2 separate regions of the Rattus norvegicus genome follow, and region 1 is linked to region 2. A link is a contact called in public Hi-C data. All regions are on one chromosome and are shown on one strand. The core of a region is the stretch at or near the end of the contact, and the rest is flanking DNA. Distances in the headings are between cores, read along the strand shown. Region 1 holds the start of Lamc1 (laminin subunit gamma 1). Region 2 overlaps Lamc1 (laminin subunit gamma 1).

What was found. Hi-C and Micro-C count contacts between places; a contact is called where the count stands out from the background.
Region 1: a contact with region 2 is called in a Hi-C map of kidney, with 2.3 times the contacts expected there. The contact joins the promoter of Lamc1 here to the enhancer-like site in region 2. A contact is called at or near these places in 2 of 12 Hi-C or Micro-C datasets (kidney and mammary epithelial cells).

The regions. Positions count from the first base shown.
Region 1 is chr13:68,050,651-68,053,350 of GRCr8, forward strand. It overlaps Lamc1 (laminin subunit gamma 1), which reads right to left and starts at 1,336. Exons shown (of 28, transcript NM_053966.3): 1 at 678-1,336. The coding sequence starts at 1,089. It also overlaps the pseudogene LOC134481569.
Region 2 is chr13:67,959,113-67,961,812 of GRCr8, forward strand. Lamc1 (laminin subunit gamma 1) reads right to left here. Exons shown (of 28, transcript NM_053966.3): 5 at 1,451-1,639; 6 at 511-628; 7 at 34-132. Among named protein-coding and RNA genes, the nearest start is that of Lamc2, 66 kb to the left of the region's middle. Within about 2 kb of position 1,304, at least 1 of the 93 cell types and tissues checked has an H3K27ac peak or open chromatin away from gene starts, as enhancers often do. A contact at or near this core is called in kidney, where this site is marked.

The DNA of each region.
Region 1 (2,700 bases), core at 86-2,585, 92 kb after region 2:
CGGAACAAAACTGCCCGCAATTACAGTGAGTGTCTTCATGGCCTTTTTGTTTTTCTCCCCACCAGGATTAGCAGTGAAACAGCTCTTAATTAAAGCTGAACGGCTCTGGAGAACAGTAACTTGAAAAGTGAACTTCTGTTTTAATTACACATAGAAATACTGGCAGTAAAGGCATTTGCTCCCCTCAAATTCCTTTATCAGAACTAAGAGCAATCATTCTCAACCCTGGAGACAGACAACTAAACATTTTAAAGACAAGTATTTGAAGGTGGACCTTCAAGACTCTAATACAAGCATTCTATGAGATAGTCCGGTCCTACCAGGATGAGTGTTTCCCTAGCGCCTCAGGGGGGGAAAAGTGGGTGGGGGTGCTGGTCCAAAATCCTAACTGCTGAAATAGAAAAAGAATCAACGGAACAAGAATCCGGTTGGGTTAGAAAGAGTGAGGGAAAAAGAGAGATGCTAGCTAGCGTGGGACATGGTGGCCCTCACCGGATGTTCAAAGCGAGATGAATTTTAGAAGTTGGAGAAAGGAATTTCTGTGTGTGGCCCACGCTGGAGAACAGACCGTCAGCACGCGGCTGGACAGGCCCCTCAGGTCGGACCTGCGGCTCCATGGAGGCAGCCCCGGAGCTGGACCGTGAGCGAGTAGTGGGGACAGGGCTGTCATCGCTTACCCAGGTGCAGCGTGAGGTTGATGGAGTTGGGGTACTGCACCCCGGCCAGCATAGTCTGGCTTTGCCACCAGGTGGTGTCGGCCTGGTTGTTGTAGTCGGTCAAGAAGGCTGCCCCGTGTTGCAGGTGGAGCTGGCCGGCGTCGCACAGGTGACAGGACTTGGTGACTCCGGTCACTCCAGTCTGCACGCAGTACTCCTCGGGTGGAGTCCCACACGTGTTGGTAGCCACCACGGTCACATTGAAGGCGGCATTAACAAACTCCGGCATGCAGCGCTGCGGCCGGCCGCCCTCATCCGCGCACTCGTCCATGGCCGCCCGGACCCAGCACGCCACGGCCGCCAGCACAGCCAGCAGCAGCCACAGCCGCCGCTGGAGCTGCAGGGCCAGAGCGGCCCGCCTGCCGCCCGTCATCCCGCCGTGCGCCGGCCCTCGGTAAAGGCTAGGGTGCCGCGCTGCACTCGCCTAGCGGCGTGCCCCGAGGCCGATCCTCCGCTGCGGGCCGAGGCCGGGCTGTGAACCGGGCTGGAGGCCGAGAGCCGGACGCAGAGCCGATGGGTGGGCGTCCAAGCGAAGATCGCGCTGCCTCCGCTGCCTCCCGGTGCGCAGCCTGCACTCTGCGCCGACCCCCGACTTCCGAGCGCGCACTCGAGAGCGCGCCCCAGGAGGAAGGAGCAGGGGGTGGGGTCTGCCCGGTGGGGTGGGATCTGGCGGTGGAGAAAACCCAAGACCGGCCTCCTCAGCAGTTCACGCGGGCCAGGAGCTGCTCCCCGCCCTACGCGTCCTCCCCAGCGACTCCCGGCGGCGGCAGGAGCAACCACTGGCTCTCCAGCCCTGGAGGGCGGTGGGCCAGAGAAGCGAGATGGGCGGAATGGGAGCAAGAGGGAAGGGCGCGAGGTGGGCGGGGCGGTGGAGTATGAGGGCGGGGCGGGACCCTCAGCAAAAGGGAGGAGGGCGCGAGATGGAAGAGGCAAGGGGTCAAGTAGGAGGACTTCTGGATAGGCGTGACTAGAGGTGGGCTGGGCCAGGGGGTAAGAGGGAGGGGCCCAAGGTGGGCGGAGAGGGAGCATGAGTGAAGGAAGGAGGGCGGGGCGTGGGGTGTGGGGTGCGGGGCGGTGCATGCTGGGAGGGCAGGGGCTTCAGTGGAGATCCAGCGCTCTGTTGGGAACCCTCATCCAGGTCGTGGTCCTGAGAGGATCTTGCCCTGGAAGGTATGAGGACTAAGGGAAGGTTCTTAAAGGGCGACCGCAGGTCGGTGAGGTGGCTCGGAATCTGTCTTTTGACTTCATGAGGACTTGGACTCTGGCCCAACCAGATGTCAGTCCTTAACGGTATAGCCCAGCCACTACCTGACGCTGAGGCCTGAACGACACCGCAACCACGCAGTGGTCTGCGTGACCTCGCCCTCCCCAGCCGTCCCTGGCATGCTTTCTGTATCGCGGGCCAAGCCCTACCCACGCTGAGGGGAGAGATTCCGAGGTGTCCAAGCGACTGGATCCCTCTGGAACACAGGGCTGGATCTCAGCTGCAGAGTCAATTTTGTGATTTCCTTACCCTAAATTAAAGTCTGACTGTCATTTACCCCGGCAGGGAAGGAAGTGAGAAGGCTGGGAATGGAATGACATTTCCCCCCGGATACGCAGACCCTCTTTGAAATTCTTCCATTGTGTTGTTTGTGTTTCCCAGTTTCCCTTAAAAAACTCGAAATGATCTGGATTCTTACATCCTCCTCTTCGGACCTGCTGAGTCATAGAATATTGTCAGTGCCAGAATGACTCAGTTCCCAGAGCCCGAGCCAAAAAGATCATGAGTTTTATTTAGTCCCAGATCAGAACTACCTGCGGTGCTGATAGGACCGGCGGACAGGGGAAGGGAGGGTGCTGTAAAAATGAACCAGCTGAGAGCCCACATGACACAAGTGCGCTAATCCCAACCAATGATGCAAAGCAGACACACAAAGTGGAGGCTCCAGATTTGGGGGTCAGTAGTAAGGAGGCTGATGTCTACAAGGTAGCTCAGGGGGTA
Region 2 (2,700 bases), core at 54-2,553:
GGAAGACACGGAGCTGGAGGAAGCGGGAGCTACCTCTCACAGCTGAAGCCTTCGACGTTGTCTTTGCAAACGCATCTTCCTGTTTCAACATTACATTCGTCGGTGCTGCCAGAAGGGTCGCAGGAGCATGGCCTGTTTGATCGAGGGGGACGGAATGAAATAAAAAGAACAGACAGGAAAGAAACCCCACTCTTAAAGTTGACTTGTTTTACACAACAGCAGATTCTACACGTGGTGCATCTCTGAAGGACAGAGGGAACTTGTGTTGTTTTTATATTTGGATTTGGTTTCGGTCAAGAATACTCATCACCCGTGATGAAACCTAATCCTGTGCACAATAACTTAAAACTACTAAAAAACACCATGTTTTTGTACTCTCTAAAACCCCAGGGGCGTCATCACGTCTAGTCTGGAGGCTTGTGGGCCATTACTTCTGGGAAAGGGCTCCCACTATAGCTACTGCTTCCCCGTGCAGATTCAGGACCAGTCTCTGATTCTGAAAGCATTTACCTGCATCCTGCCTCGGTGAGGGAATGGAACCCAGGCTGGCAACGGTCACACTTGTCACCCATCACTCCGGGCTTACAGCTGCACCTGCCGTAACTGTCACACTGCGTGCTGAGAGAACCTAAAATGTAATGAGTTCATGTTCAACCTCAAGCCTGGGCAGATGAGGAAAGAAAAACCAATCAATGTCAAAGCAAACCCAGCCAGGAGCCAAAAGCAGTGCCTGATCAGAGAAAACAAGGACCGATTTCCAAACGATAACTCTTTGTAAATCACAGCTTTCTAAACCATAACAGGGGCTGGAGCGGTGGCTCAGTGATTAAGAGCACTGACTGCTCTTCCAGAGGTCCTGAGTTCAAATTCCCAGCAACCACATGGTGGCTCACAACCATCTGTAATGGGATCTGATGCCCTCTTCTGGTGTGTCTGAAGACAGCTACGGTGTGCTCACGTCCATTAAATAAATAAATCTTTAAAAACAACAACAAAAAAGAAAGCCATAACAGTTTTGCATTTCAGGCACACACATCTCTAGCAATCAAACGTTCCTTAAGGCTCCCGTCTAGAATTTAAGCATAAACAACAAAACAGTAGCCCAGCTCCCACACACCCCCCCCAAAATTACAAGAGACTGAATGCATACATCTCTACACACACACTAACGTGCTCTCTAGGGACATCAGACTAAACAAAATCATTAACAAGGAAAAGCCTTTCACAGTCAAAGTTCAGTCTCTACGACCCAGCTGCCAATTATTTACAGAGCCACTACCTCTCTTATACACACTAGAAAGTCATCTGAGAGGTCAACCTGGTTAGCATGAAAGAGGAGGACGAGACAGTCATAAGCTACAGCAGCACGCACACTGCCACACTGTGCACACGCCCAGAAAGCAAAGCTGTCTTTTCTGAGTTGCCACCCCATAGGATGGATGTCACTCACCAACGGGGCTGCAGTGGCACGGAGAGCAGGCTTCAGTGTTCCCCAGGCGGAAGAAGTTCTCCCGGCACCTCTCGCACTTGGCACCGTCTGTGTTATCCCGGCAGTTGGTACAGTGGCCACCGTGCCCAGTGGAACGGTATAGCTCAGGGTCAAAGTAGCATTCTTGGGATCGGCCATTGCAGTCGCAAGCTAAATAGACAGGTTAGGTTAGATAAGTGTACCTTTAAAAAGAACGGGTATGTGTGTATCTGCGTGAGTGAAGGCCACGCGGGTGGGGACGCCTGCAGAGGGTGTCAGATCCCCCGGAGCTGGAGTCAGAGGCAACGGTGAGGCTCCCAACATGGGTGCTTTATTAGGAAATAAACTCTGGAAGACAAGTAAGTGTTCTTAACCTCTGGGTCATCACTGTAGCCTCCAAACCTATTCTATATATCTTTAAGAAAGCATTTTAAGGGCTGGAGAGATGGCTCAGTGGTTAAGAGCACTGACTGCTCTTCCAGAGGTCCTGAGTTCAAATCCCAGCAACCACATGGTGGCTCACAACCATCTGTAATGAAATCTGATGCCCTCTTCTGGTGTGTCCGAAGACAGTTACAGTGTACTTATATATAATAAATAAATCTTAAAAAAAAAAAAAAAGAAAGCATTTTAAAAGACTCCCAAGAAAACCAAACCTCAATTTTCTATATCTCTGTGACAGGTGGTATAAAGTAAAAATGACTACCGGGTACATTGTTTATTAAAAAAAAAAAATTATGTCAACAAATTTAGAAGCCTGATCATCCATCACTTTACTAAGAACTATCCATCCTTACAGAAAAAGGATATATAAGAACTCCTATACTCAGAAAAGAATCTGTCTCCCAATGGCTGTTCATACATAAGGGCCAAGTCAAATGATCATTTTTCTAACTGTTTTTTGAGACAGGATTTCACTATGCAGTGTGGCCTGGTCTGGAACTCACTATTTAGACCTGGCCTTGAAGTCATGTATCTGCCTGCCTCTGCCTCCCTAGTGCACCCCAGGGATAGCAGTGTGTATCACCACACCCATTTTTCTAACTCTTTATCCTCTGCTCTAACAGCAAAAACAAGGTGTAATTTATCATGCATCTTTTCTGTGAATATTTTGCATCAACAATTCAAACATATTAAGACTCCAGCTTCCAGGGGACCAGATTACTCTCTCCAGACCAGGGAACTTGAGACTTGTAGGTTTAAATTGGCATGTCTGATGACGCAAGCAGAAT